2 separate regions of the Muntiacus reevesi genome follow, and region 2 is linked to region 1. Evidence: chromatin contacts called from public Hi-C data. All regions are on one chromosome and are shown on one strand. The core of a region is the stretch at or near the end of the contact, and the rest is flanking DNA. Distances in the headings are between cores, read along the strand shown.

Region 1 (6,561 bases), core at 2,419-4,918:
AAGTCTTATTTCTGTTTTTTACTGGCTTCTTAATTTCCTCTGCTGCCTTCTAGCTGCTTTGAGAAACTGCTTTCTCTTCTCTACAGGGTATTCAGAGCTTAAGGAGATATTAAGAAACAAGGTGTCATACCCATTACAGGCAGCTTTGCAGCCGTCCTCAAATTCCTCATGCCGAAGAATCTGGTAAGGGAATTAGAATAAATGGCAAAGTTTTCCTTGTACTGCACACAGCATATTTAGCACAAACTAAAATGTCAAAACACAGACATTATCACTTGCAGGCTTTTACATTTAAGATGAACAGAAGATAATGAGCTGGATATCTTTCCGACGCTAGCAGATGAGGTGAGAGAGCATGGCTTGGTACTGGGCATCCCTGGTGGCTCAGTGGTAAAGAATCCGCCCGCAGTGCAGGAGGTATAGTTTTGATTCCTGATGCAGAAAGATCCCACATGTTGCTGAGCAATTAAGCCCTTGGGTCCCAACTACTGAGCCTGTGCTCTAGAGCCCGGGAGCTGCAACTACTGAGTCCACGTATTGCAACTACTGAAGCCCATGCACCCTACAGCCTGTGCTCTGTGACATGAGGAGCCACTGTGCTGCAACTAGAGAAGTCCCCACTCGCTACAACTAGCGAAAAGGCCACGCAGCAATGAAGACCCAGCGCGGCCAAAAAAAAAAATAGCTTGATAGCAAGGGTCAGGCAACCAAGCAAAGTTGTGAAATCTGCTTACATCAGGAAGTGGTAATATGCAGTTAAAAAAAAGCGTGGCCTTCACTTAATTGTGATAGGGACAGAGTAAAGGGACAAAGTAGTTGATTTAATAGTGAATCCCACTAGGGGACTGTAGGTAGAAAAAATATGGGAGATCCCTGTAAATGATTACCAAAGAAAGCAGGTTTGCGTAATCGCAAAACCAGGCAGGCTTGCTCAGTAACAAAACCATGCCACAGAAGCACGAGATGTGCCCCCAAACAATAAAACCATGGTGGGACGAGATCCACATTCTGCCCAGTAAGCTCAGTAAGTTAAAGATCCCTAGGACTCGCTCTCTGCACACATAAGAAATAATAATTTGTGGACCTAGTTTGACCACGTAGAGACAAGAAAAGCCCCTTGCCCAACCTGGAGGAGGAGTTAATGATGGAAGCATGATGTCTACTCAAACACAAACGATCTTCTCTCCCTCCCCACTTTTCCTTTGATTATAAAACTGTAGCCCAGAGTTCTTGGGGCATGGTATCCCTTGCCCACCTGCTTGTAAACTTCACAAGCATCCTATTCTAATAAACTGCTTCTTCTCTATCACTTTGCCTCTGGTTGAATTCTTCCTGCATGGAGACATAAAGGACTGGGGTACCGGGAGCTCATTGGGGCACCCCGAAATGACATTAAATGGTTTCAGTTGTGTAACTCTGAGAACGACATATTAGGATCTCAGTCTAATATCTTATGAAAATAGATAATTTATTAAAGCATTTGACACAGAACCTACTACACAGTATACTCTCAATGTGTCAGTTTCCACTTTCCTTTTTGAGCCCCACAGCTACTGCTCCAGTTCAAGTTCTCATCACATTTCTCACAGACTATCAGAAATCACCCTTATTGATCTTTCCTTAAAACCACCATAAAAGTAAGCCCCTAAAGCACAGCTCTGATCACATCACTGCCCTGTTCCAAAATGTAAGAGAGCTCCCTATTTACTGACATAAATCCAAATTCCTCAGCATATCATTCAAGATACTATAAGAAGCAATTCCAACCTATTTGTCCTGTTATCCCATCTCCTCAACTATAAGTAATCTAAGCTAAAGGCACGTAAAACTAGTGACGCTTCCCAAACATATCTTACTTGTACATTAGCTGTTCAGACCTCTAATCTAGGTCTGTGGAAATCCTATCTTTAAGGGTCAACTCAAGTACAAGGTCTCAATGAATTATTTCCTGAGGACCCAGGTCAGAGTTAAATCTCTCCTCTTGGTACTTTTATAATAATGATAGCTAACACATAATACAAACCACATGTCAAATACTACATATATAATAACGTTTAATCTTTACAAACACCCCTTAATCAATGAGGAAACACTTCAAGGGAGTGTTTTGTGGTTTTCTATCACATTTTAACTTCCATTACCATCTGCAATGTACAAATACAATTCCCACCAAATCAGGATCTTTTTTTTTTTTCAAACCAGGCTCTTAACTGAGAACAGATAACAGGGTCATTTTCATCTTTGTCACCAAAGTCCAAAACAGAACCATGAAACAGGTGATATTCTTTAAATGACTGATGATTTTAGGTAATTCCCTTTGTACTCTGCAGTGTCTCTACATTAATTCTTCCTCTTGCACATTGTAAACAATGTTGCCTGCAATTCATTTCATTTCAACAAGGATCAAACCCTCAGCTAACCCAGTCGCTCACCAACAGAACACCCTGAGGGGAATTCAGGATGGAAAAATAACAAGAAGCATTCTTTGCTTCTGGATACTGGTCCTAGACATTTTTTTTTTTGGGGGGGGGGTGGATACTGGTCCTAGACATTTAAGATGCATTTCTAAGGAAGAATTTTAAGGTACTCAGAACCCATCTTCCCACGTACAGAAAAGCACTAAAACCATTAACTTCAGCTGTCTATTTCTGTGCTTAGCAGTAATCTTTTGATGTTCCTACATGGTTTTGGGTTCTTCCCCGTCTTCAAGCAAAAAACTCATATACTTTCTAGCTCCTCCCTTGCCTCTTCAGATCAGTTCCTCAGAGCTATCGAGAGGCTGTCTTCCACATTAGAGTCCTTAGGAAGATCCCCAAATAAAAATTAACTAAAAAATCTTAGGTTGTTAATTTTTTTTTTTTAGGTTGTTAATTTTTCTTTCAGCTGACAACATCTAAAGTCCCTGCGTATCAGGAGCCTTACAACAGCTTGCACCTGTGCTTGCCACCCAGGTGATCTCTGCAGAATCACAGCTGGGGAGATGCCACTTCCAGGTGTTCTGATTTCACACTTCTGAGATGAGCTGGAGTGTTCACCTAGACAGACTGAGTGATCCATTCAAACCAGCCCCAAGAGAAGTAGAGCTCTAAATTATGCTGGTATCTAAAACCAAAAGGTTCCAAATCAGAAGAGTCATTGTTTACTGGAAGAGTATTACGTAACCTTTTATTTACTATCTTTCCCATAGACTGGAAACTTCGCAAAGACAGGAATAAACATTCGTGAAAGAGCTCAAACTGAAAGGACCTGTGTGGGCACACAGTCGGCAACTAGTAAGTGTGAGCCCCCTTTCAAAGTCCATCTAACCCAAGCCGCAATTCGTGATGCTTCCTGAACCTGAAAACCACAGAGTTAATGGGAAGTCCTGCGGCTAAGGTCCGACACCCGGGTTCGCGGTGAAATTCACATCGCACCCCTTTCTCCTCCCTCGGCCAGGTGGGGTTCAGTCACTCGCGCACCCCTCGCGCTCCAGCCCCTCTCCGCCCCTCCTGCACCTTCATCCCCAGGACATCGCGATAGAAATACGCCGTCTCGAAGCGGTTTCCCACTTTGAACACGAAGTGCAAAGCTCTGCGATTCGCCATGACCACCTACACTACCGCCGGTCACGCGCAGAGCGGCGCACAAACCACAGCTGACGCCGGCGCGTTAGTGATGTCACTGTCCGCCGCCGGCGCGCTTTCGTGACGCAGCCCACGGGGCGGGGGAAGATGGCGGCGCTAGTGAAGCGCGTGGGATGGGCTACGCGACCGTTGCTGCCGGTGGTGCTGGCTTGGGACCTCGATGCGCGGCGCTGGGTCCGGGCACTGCGGCGGAGCCCCGTGAAAGTGCTGTTTCCATCTGGTGAGGTTGTGGAACGGAAGGTCGATCCCAGGAAACAGCCTCGGAAGGCGGCTGCAGAGGCTAGTCACCGGGAGCAGCGACAGAAGCAGCAGATTCAGGGGCCAGCATCTCAGACGCTCAGCACCTGGGAAGAGTCGGGGCTTCGCTATGATAAGGCTTTCCCTGGAGACAAAAGGCTGAGGTGATGTGTTCCCGAGGCTTGTCGAGTTTTCTCGTTTCTCCTCCCTCCTCAGAGCGAGACCTTGACCTCTTTCCTTGCGTTGGAGGACTTCGTGCAGCACACCTCGCTGGTTTTTATTATGCACAGAGGGCAGAATAAGTGTCTTTCTAACAGTTTGTTTCTTTCCCTACGAAGCTCTTCATGTCTGCTAGAGCTCGATGTGTCTCCGTAATGAGGATGTTGGTAATTACGCCTCTTTTTGTTTGCACCCACAGCAGTGTGATGACCATAGTTAAGTCCAGGCCATTTCGAGAAAAGCAGGGGAAGATCCTTCTGGAAGGTCGTAGACTGATTGCAGACGCTCTCAAGGCTGGTGCTGTGCCGAAAGTTTTCTTCTTTAGCCGTCTGGAATACATAAAGGAGCTGCCCATTGAAAAGCTGAAAGGTGTTAGCCTCATTAAAGTGAAATTTGAGGATATCAAGGATTGGTCCGACCTGGTAACACCACAGGGAATAATGGGTCAGTGGTTATTCAGTGTGTCTGTAGAAGGGGAGACTTGGGATTATTTGTTCATACTTGTCTCAGGGCAACAAATTTAGATGAAATTCAAAATATTACTGGGCCTAACCTTTTCTTAACAGCAGTTTCCAAATCTGTGACTCTTGTAGTTTAAGTAGAAACTGAAGCCAGTTTTCTGTCATCATTTGTTTTGTGAATTTTTATAGTCTGTAGGGAATAATCACACCTCCTCAGACCTTATATTTTGGGGGTCACTTCAACCTTTAATGTCCAGTTAAAACTTAAGAAAATGTTGGGAATTCTCTGGGGCAGTCCAGTGGTTAGGACTTGGTGCTTTCACTGCCTGTGGGCCCAGGTTCATTCCCTGGTGAGAGAACTAAGATCCTGCAAGCCACTTAAGTGTGACAAAAAAAAAAAAAAACACCCAAAAAACTAGATTACAGAATCATTACATAGAGTGTGATTTTACTACAAAAAAAAAAGCACTTATATATGGGTGGAGGGACATAAATGTAGGGAAGTGCATGGAAGAAGTTCTGAAAGCATACATTCCACTATTGAAAGCAGTTATGAGGGGGGTTATGTGCGGGGCCGGGGGGGCACATTGAATTTTTCCAACCAGAATGTTTACATGTAGTATGTAATTACAAATACACCAAGACTGATAAATAACCAAAATGTCAAATTACTCACCATACCCACATCAGACAAATGAACCACATTTCTTGTTTCCTCAGGGATTTTTGCCAAACCTGACCATGTTAAGATGACATACCCCGAGACTCAGCTTCGCCACACACTGCCCCTGTCATTGATTTGTGACAATCTCCGTGACCCTGGGAACCTGGGGACAATTCTGCGATCTGCTGCTGGGGCAGGCTGCAGCAAAGTGTTACTCACCAAAGGTAAGATCTCCTGTTACTGGGTGGATTAGGCGCCTGATTGTAAGTGAGCTGGCTCCGTGGGCAGATGTGTATGGATTTGGTTCTTGGATCTGTCCCTTGGTGGCTCTGTGTAAGTGAGCAGCATTTCGAGCATCAGTTCACTTATCTGTAAAGTGGGCGTAACAGATCTACCTGGTAGGGTTGTTCTGAGGATTAAGTGAGATGAATGTCAAGTACTCAGCACCATGCCTGGCATGCTCATTCTTGTTGATTATCTTTAAAATTATTTTGACACCTGCTAGGTTTTTAAAAGAACTTAAAATTAATTAAGGAAGACATAGATGCCGGTTTTAACACTTGGTTCTGTCCTCTCATCATAAAGAGAAATTTGTAGCCTTGGTTCCAAACAGCCTTGCCTGACAGTTGGGACGTGCCTAACAGACCTACTGTGGCCTGGAAGGAGGAGGAGGGAGAGGATCATCCATCAGAATCAGTGAAGCTGCCATTCGGTGTAAACAGAAGTGGTCCCATTACTGAGACTCGCCTATATTGCTCTTCCCAGCTCTTTCCCCCCATCACCCCTACCTGGGGTGCATCTCTCTGCCAGCATGAAAGTGAGACTCGGAATCCCTACATCCATACCCCGCTCACCTGCCTCACTGTTGAGAGCTCTGAGAGCAAGTGTGGTTTGGGGAAATGGACGTGTATCACCCAGGCAGGCATTTGCCACGTTGTTGCTGGTGGCTGGTATGGGAGAGGTAGAGAAAGGTGGGGAACACCTGATGTGATGCCCAACGTAGAGGACCCGAGGATGAGGAGGAATCTCAGCTTGTCCCTTAATCCTAACTGGGTGGAGAAGTCAGACTAGAAGGCACCTCTTCTGCCCCGACTGCCAGCCTCTTGGCACACAGCCCACCTCCCAGCCCGTTTCCCACGGTGCTCGGGAGAGCCTGTGGTTGGGGACCCACGTAGACAGTGTTACCTTCTCTACGTCTTTTTTTCCTTTTTGAACTTGGTTTGCCTACTTAACCTTTCCTGAAGTTTGATAGATTAACTTTTAAGATAATTTACAATGAGGAGATGTGTGCTAACAAGTCAGGGAGGGTAGTAGATATGCGGTGCCCCAGTCTGCTGTCTCCTGGCCTGTGGCACTG
Region 2 (6,561 bases), core at 2,271-4,770, 170 kb after region 1:
ACAGGACAATCTTCCATAAAGAAATTTTTTTTTTCAAAGATGCAGGAATCCTATTAGCTGGTGTTCTCTCACAGTTTCAATCAAGGTGAGAGAAGCCAGGCAAAATGCAGTTTTAACATATATGGTTATCCCCAGACTTTCTTACTAAATAAGGGGGAAATTAATAAAAGCAGAAAAAAATACCACACGGTATTTTCTTTCCCCACCATAATTTTTCAATTTTCTTTAGAGAAATGCCAGCCAATAACTAATTAGAACCATATCCTTTGTTATCCCAATGGGAAGTATACGAATGGTTTTAAGAATAAATGTTAATGAGAACTTGAAAAAAATTAGTAATCTGGATCTTTGGTTTCCCCTCAATGTAAAAACAAAATCCTTTCCTTTAATGCTATTTTTATCATTGGGTGAAACAACATGGACAGGGTCCATCAACAAGACGGTAAGTGTCCACTGAGTCAGCACCCTGAACGGGGGTGGGGGGGGTGCCCTGGGTTTTTCACTGTTATCGCAGAATTGGCATCACAAGCTCACAGATTTCTAAGAAACCCGATTTCAAACAAGAGAGACAAAAACTCAAAATTACAGAAAAGGAACATTTTACATCTCTTTGGTTTCAAGGGAGAGAATAATTTCTTCCAAAGTAAGTACACAGCTGTTATAATTTCCAAGAGTATGTTTTCCATAAGAAACCCAGCTGGATAGAGCCTTTTTACCTGGTATGTCACCACAAAAAGGAATGTTTCTAGGATCAAATCTTGAGTTGCCTATTCACGAATATCCAGGGGCAGAAACTACCTTCTCAAAAACGGGACTTGTTTTAGAGAACAAAGTGAACCATAGAATGTGAGTCAGAAAAACTCAGAGTAAAAAATAAATTGGTAAAAAAAAATAAAAATAAATAAATAAATTGGTAAGATGCTAACACACCATGGCGAGGGCACATGCCAGCAAACTGAAGTGCATTTTCAAGTCAGGGTCTGCCCGGTATCATCCAGACCCTCATCTTGGTGGAATGAACAGGTCCAGGCTGGGGTCACAAACCACTTTTTGTGTGTGTGCAAAAGAACTTGGTCAGACATAGTGAAGCAGGCATGGTTTGTTGTTGCTGTTGTTGTTCTTCAGTCGTCCAGTTGTGTCCAACTCTTTGCGATCTATTGGAGTGCAGCATGCCAAGCCTCCTGTCATCCTGTTGTCCCCTTCTCCCACCTTCAATCTTTCCCAGCATCAGGGTCTTTTGTCACATAAAATATTCTTTTTGGAAGAAAAGGTTTAGGCATTTGCAAAACATCTCAGTTTGCTCCTTATTTTACTATCCAGCAAATTTATTTCCAACACTTATGAGGGAAAAAATAACAATAGGTCTTAAGTCTGTAACATTTTACCATCATTGTGTATTTGCAAAGCTAGAAATCATTTGTAATGCCCAATAAGGACAGTGCTTTACACAGACTTTGGTCTACAATAGAAATAGGCCATAATAATGAAAATATTTCTTGATAAATCATTTTCTGGACATTACTCCTCCCCAAAAGGATCATAAAAACTACCACCAAGGAAAACAAAGGATTCCCATGTTTTAAAGCAAAAAAAGGACTGGCCATTCATATTCCTGCACTGTACCAAGCAGATAAGTCAAATATGGGCAAGATCATCTAAAAAGTGCTTAAAACGCAAAGTGTTGCCTCTGTGTGGCTTATGAGTCCATGTTTTTCCAATGCTAAATCTACAAAATCTATTTGTTAAACTGTGTTTCATACTTTGAATACCAAGTCTGTACCTTACATTGCTTCTGTGGATGATTTACTTGAGACATATGGGGCCACAGTATAAGCCTTTTATTCTCACTAAATCTAAATCATGCTTCTCAACAAGATTCTATAGGCATTAAAGAAACAAATGGCATGCCCTTACCATCCACCGGAGTGGAATCTAAATGCCCCCAGCCGAGCCCTTCTGTCCACTCCAGAAACAGAGATTTTCCTCAGGAAAGCACCGGGCTGGATTCACACGTTGTAGCAGGCATACTAATTAAGCAAGAGCGCTCCAAAACTTTTTCTGTTTCGATTCATGGCAAAATTTCCTGAATTCGTTTTATTAAAACAGACATCTCCATCCAACAGACACACTCAAAAATCCAAGCTAATTTCAGCAGCAAACCCGCGGGAGAGGAGGGGTTGAGAAGTTGACAGAGGACTGTAAATTTCCCCCAATCCTCATTCTTCTGGTCAGTCTGCACTTAAGGAATCGGTTCAGCGTTTAATTCGATGCCAAGATACCAGTGGCCCACCAACCAAGCCACTAACAGCCACATGGACGGGTCTGGTCCGGTGCCCGGGAGGTATCGGGGGGGATGGCTGGCTGGACAGCTAGACAATGAAAGTCTCCCTGGTGGCCTCTAGTTCAGTCCGAGGGAGGGAAAAGCGGGAGCGGAGGGAGGGCAAGGGGAGACGACCAAGCTTCCTTCTCCCCCAGAGCCACGGTCAGCGACTGACACCCCCACCCCAAGGCGCCGGGGGACCCGCCCTCGGCCACAGCAGGAGGTAGCCTCAGGAAAGCAGATTTCTCTCGGAGAGAGAGGAAACTTCCTGGTTCGGGCATTATGGGTAGGGGGCCGGCGCCCTCCCGCCCCCACCACAGGTAGCCGCGGGGAGTCGATGGCTGAGGGAAAGAAGGGGCCCCCTCCCCGCGCCTCTGCCCGGGGCTGGGGGTCACCGATTCGGGACCCCCCCGACAGCAGCCACCCGCTACGGGAGGCTCCCAACATGCGGGGACCCGGCCCTCGACTCCCCAGGACGTGAGTCAGGGTCCCGGGGGCTGAGGGGTTTCAAACTTCCCCAGCGGGCGCGGCCTGGCACCGACACCGAGTTGCCGCCGCGGGAACCCAGAGCCGGCGGGTTCCCGGGACGGGAGGCGGTCAGAGGCAGGGGACGCTGAGGAGCAGGAGAAGCGCGTGCGCTACAGGAGAGGGCAGCGGGGGCGCCGGGGGCCGCGAGGACCGGCTCGCGGGAACGCTTTACGAGGCCGGCGTCGCTCACCTTCCTGTGCTTCTCCTTGTAGGGTAGCGCCAGCCACGGCATGTCCCGCACGAAGTCCTGCCACTGCCGCTGGTCCTGATCCGAGGACACGAAGACGATCTCCAGGCGGCGCCGCGGCTCGGGCTCCGCCGCCGCCCCGGCCCCCGGCCCCGGCCCGGGCCCGGCCGCCGCGTCCCCCCGCAGGCGGCCGTAGAAGGCGGTCAGGCTGGCGCTGAGCTGCGCGCAGGGGGCGCTCAGGCTGCAGCCGAAGTAGAGCCCGAGCAGCGAGATGCCGCGGGAGGCCAGCGAGTGCACGTCCACCTCCTCGCCGCCGCCAGTCACTAGCTTCTCGCCCAGCAGCTCCTCCAGGAAGCCCGACATCCTGGCCCACCGCAGCCCGGGCTCGCGGGCACCCGGGCGGGCAGGCGGCGGCGACCCCGCTCCCTCGGTCCGCGCGGCGGGCGGAGGCGGCAGCTGCGGCGGCGTCGGCGGGCACAGGCGGGAGGAGAGCCACGCCCACGCCACGCCCATTCACCATGCCACGCCCCCTCTGTAGCTGAGCTTGCCTCCGACCACTGGCTGCGACCGGCGGCGCGGGCTCCCGCCGCGTGGCCGAAGTGCTCCGGAGATAGTCGTGGCGAGAAGGCTGACCCGAGACTCTCCGGTCTGTCGGAAATGCCTGAGACCTAAGTGAAGAAAGCAGACGGGGTCGCTGAGCCAGCCTTTCCGAAGCTGCAGTCAGCGCAGAACCGGGCTTGGCCTCGCCCCTACCTCCCATTTCCTCTTCGCTCCCGAATTCCAAATTCTCTCCCGAATTCTCCAAAGATCCCCACCCGAGTTCTCTTATCCCTCCTTGTTCTTCCCTGCACTCTCCCTACCCACAGCCTATCCCGTTGGCCCTTTGTACCCCCACTGATCTCATACTTGTAGGACTTAAACGTCTTCACACAATGATAACTTGGTCCGGCTAGGTCTTGCTGATCTCTCTGTATGTTTTGTGTTCTCTACCACAAGAGGCCGGGAGGACGCCACCTCTTATGTTTCTTGTGTAGCTTCTGATACAGCGATGGGCACATGGGAGGGAATCCATAAGTACTTGTGGGTTGATCGCAGGTCGCAGTGTGGATTTCAGTCTCCAGGTCGCCGCGGTCATTCCTCACCAGCGAGTGGCTCTCTTCCATCTCCACAAATATAGGCAACAGATGCCGCGGCATCTCTAAATCGATGCTGGCTGCTCTCCTAAAACGGTTCCATAGCTTCTACCCAAGTCTGTTGATAGTTGAGAGAAATTCTATGGATTTTTTTTTTTTTTTTTTTTTTTGCCAGCTGGCGAGATGCTGCCCTATGCTTAAACTGAACCTGGATTAAACAGGTGGTCTGTGGCAACTCTTCCGGCCTCCCCACAACACATACACGAAAAAAGAAAAATTATACCATGCCCACTCGCAACAGAGGAACAAGAACGTGCCAGCTCAACTACCAACAACCCAGTTAAAGGAAAGAACACCCCTCTCACCGCCCTCCACCAGGCCTTTGCAAGTTATTTCTTGGGCATCCACCGCCATCTAGTGGAAAGAGCAAGAAAAGACAAAGGGATACCAGCAACCATGCAGAATATTTGTATTTTATAGCTGCTTTCCACACACACACACACACACACACACACACACAAATCATAACCCACTTTACAAGAGTTCATTTAAACCTCATAATACAACCACAAGCTTTTTGGCACAAACATAAATTTTCGTGCCTAAGGTTCCCAGTTTTTCTGGGATAGAACAAGGAATTGTACTGGTTCTCAGCTCAGTGAAATGTTACCACAGAAACTGATGAAAGAGGTGGAGGTGGACACCACGGGTAGACTGACAATCTCTTGAATGATAGCCACTTTCTCAGTATCCACCTAACACTGCTGCTCATTTCATAAGTAGGCTCTTTGGATTGAGGATTGCCTTTAGGCAGCAAGAACCCTATGATAATGGCAAATTCTGAGTTCATTCTGAGTGTCCTGGCAAAATTCTGTGTGACTGAAGAGACAGTATTATTACCAACACATGGAAAGCATCACTTTTTAGTGAAAACATATAAAAGCCATTAACATAGCAGACATTAATTTGTTAGATATCTTTTTAAAATTCTGGTAGTGGGTTAAAATGTTTTCTTTTCTCATCCAAATCGTATAGTTGAAATGCCCGTGGGTGGGTTGCATCAGGTGTGATCCAAATCATGTAAGACAGACTCCTATACCCTGAACGCTGAAGAAATGTAAGAGGACCATAAGCATCTTACTGATGCCTAGAGACAAAGTATTTGTTGTGGAGGGAGGTGAGGAGGGAATTCGGGGGATTGCAAATTGGGGGAAATAGTGAAGTCATTATTACAGTACTTAACTCTGGTATACTAGGTACAAGTCTGTATAAAGAGGTGGTTTGTTCAGCATTTTCCTTTTATTATTTTACCGGAAAGCACTTTCCACTGGAGTGTGTCCAAACCAGCATCTGGCACCTGGGAAAGTGAGAGTTTGAACATACTGTGCATGAAATATAAATAAAATTTAGAAAATTGTTGGTGCAGCAGGCCCTGGTTACATGCCAAATATTGCAGCTGCCTTTTAAAGGGGTGTGGAAAGAGGGGATTTGCAATGGAAATGATTCCAAAATCATAGCTCGAGTAGGTGTTTGCTATAAGAAGAAGCCTGAAGAGACTCTCTGGGCTTCCTGTAAAGAACAGCCAACATCCTTCAGGTTATGGAAAGCACGCTTTCTGAATCTGCGGTTCAAGAGACCCACTTAAAGAAAATACCCCTACTGGTATTTAGCTAATTATGTCATATGAATTTACTGGCTATTCTGCAAACTATTATTGTTTTAAAATATGTGTTAAGGAACCACAACATGCCTGACATTTATGGCAGATACACATTACAGAGTTTTCCTTTTGAGAAATTGCATTCTAAGGCATGTGATACCAGACAAAACATGCACTGGACAAATACATATTTGTAACCTGTAAGATTCATGATCACAAAAAAAAAAAAAAAAAAAAAGATTCATGATCACATTCCTTGGTCTTCAGGACTAGAAGCATATGTGCACAAAAATATATCTGTGTTGGGACATCTCTGGCAGTCCAGTGGTTAAGAATCTGCACCTCCACTGCAGGGACACGGGTACGATCCCTAGTCAGAGAATTAAGATCTCATATGCCACATGGGCCAGGTCAAAAAAAAGAAAAGGGAAAAAAAAGATGTATATGTACAGATAGTTACTGATACATTGGTGAAATTAGAAAAAGACTGGAAAACTGGAATGAGCCTAATTATGTATCAATCAGGAGGATTAAAAGATGGCACATTCATCATTTGGAATACAATCTAGTCACTGAAAAGAATTAAGATTTCTATATACACTGTATCAGTCTGTGTTCTCTAGAGAAAGAGAACCAACAGAGATTTGCTATAAGAAATTGGTTCAAAAAAAAAAAAAAAGAAATTGGTTCACATGATCATGGAGGCTGAGACATCTCAAAATCAGTAGTCAGC

What was found. Hi-C and Micro-C count contacts between places; a contact is called where the count stands out from the background.
Region 2: a Hi-C map of blood shows a contact between it and region 1, with 7 times the contacts expected there. The contact joins the promoter of NXN here to the promoter of MRM3 in region 1. A contact is called at or near these places in 2 of 3 Hi-C or Micro-C datasets (blood and muscle).

What each region holds. Positions count from the first base shown.
Region 1 is chr18:39,797,585-39,804,145 of mMunRee1.1, forward strand. It overlaps MRM3 (mitochondrial rRNA methyltransferase 3), which reads left to right and starts at 3,669. Exons shown (of 4, transcript XM_065909712.1): 1 at 3,669-4,024; 2 at 4,279-4,448; 3 at 5,261-5,428. The coding sequence starts at 3,711. GLOD4 (glyoxalase domain containing 4) reads right to left here and starts at 3,649. Exons shown (of 9, transcript XM_065909713.1): 1 at 3,495-3,649; 2 at 131-180. The coding sequence starts at 3,584.
Region 2 is chr18:39,967,119-39,973,679 of mMunRee1.1, forward strand. NXN (nucleoredoxin) reads right to left here and starts at 3,521. Exons shown (of 8, transcript XM_065909708.1): 1 at 3,039-3,521. The coding sequence starts at 3,398.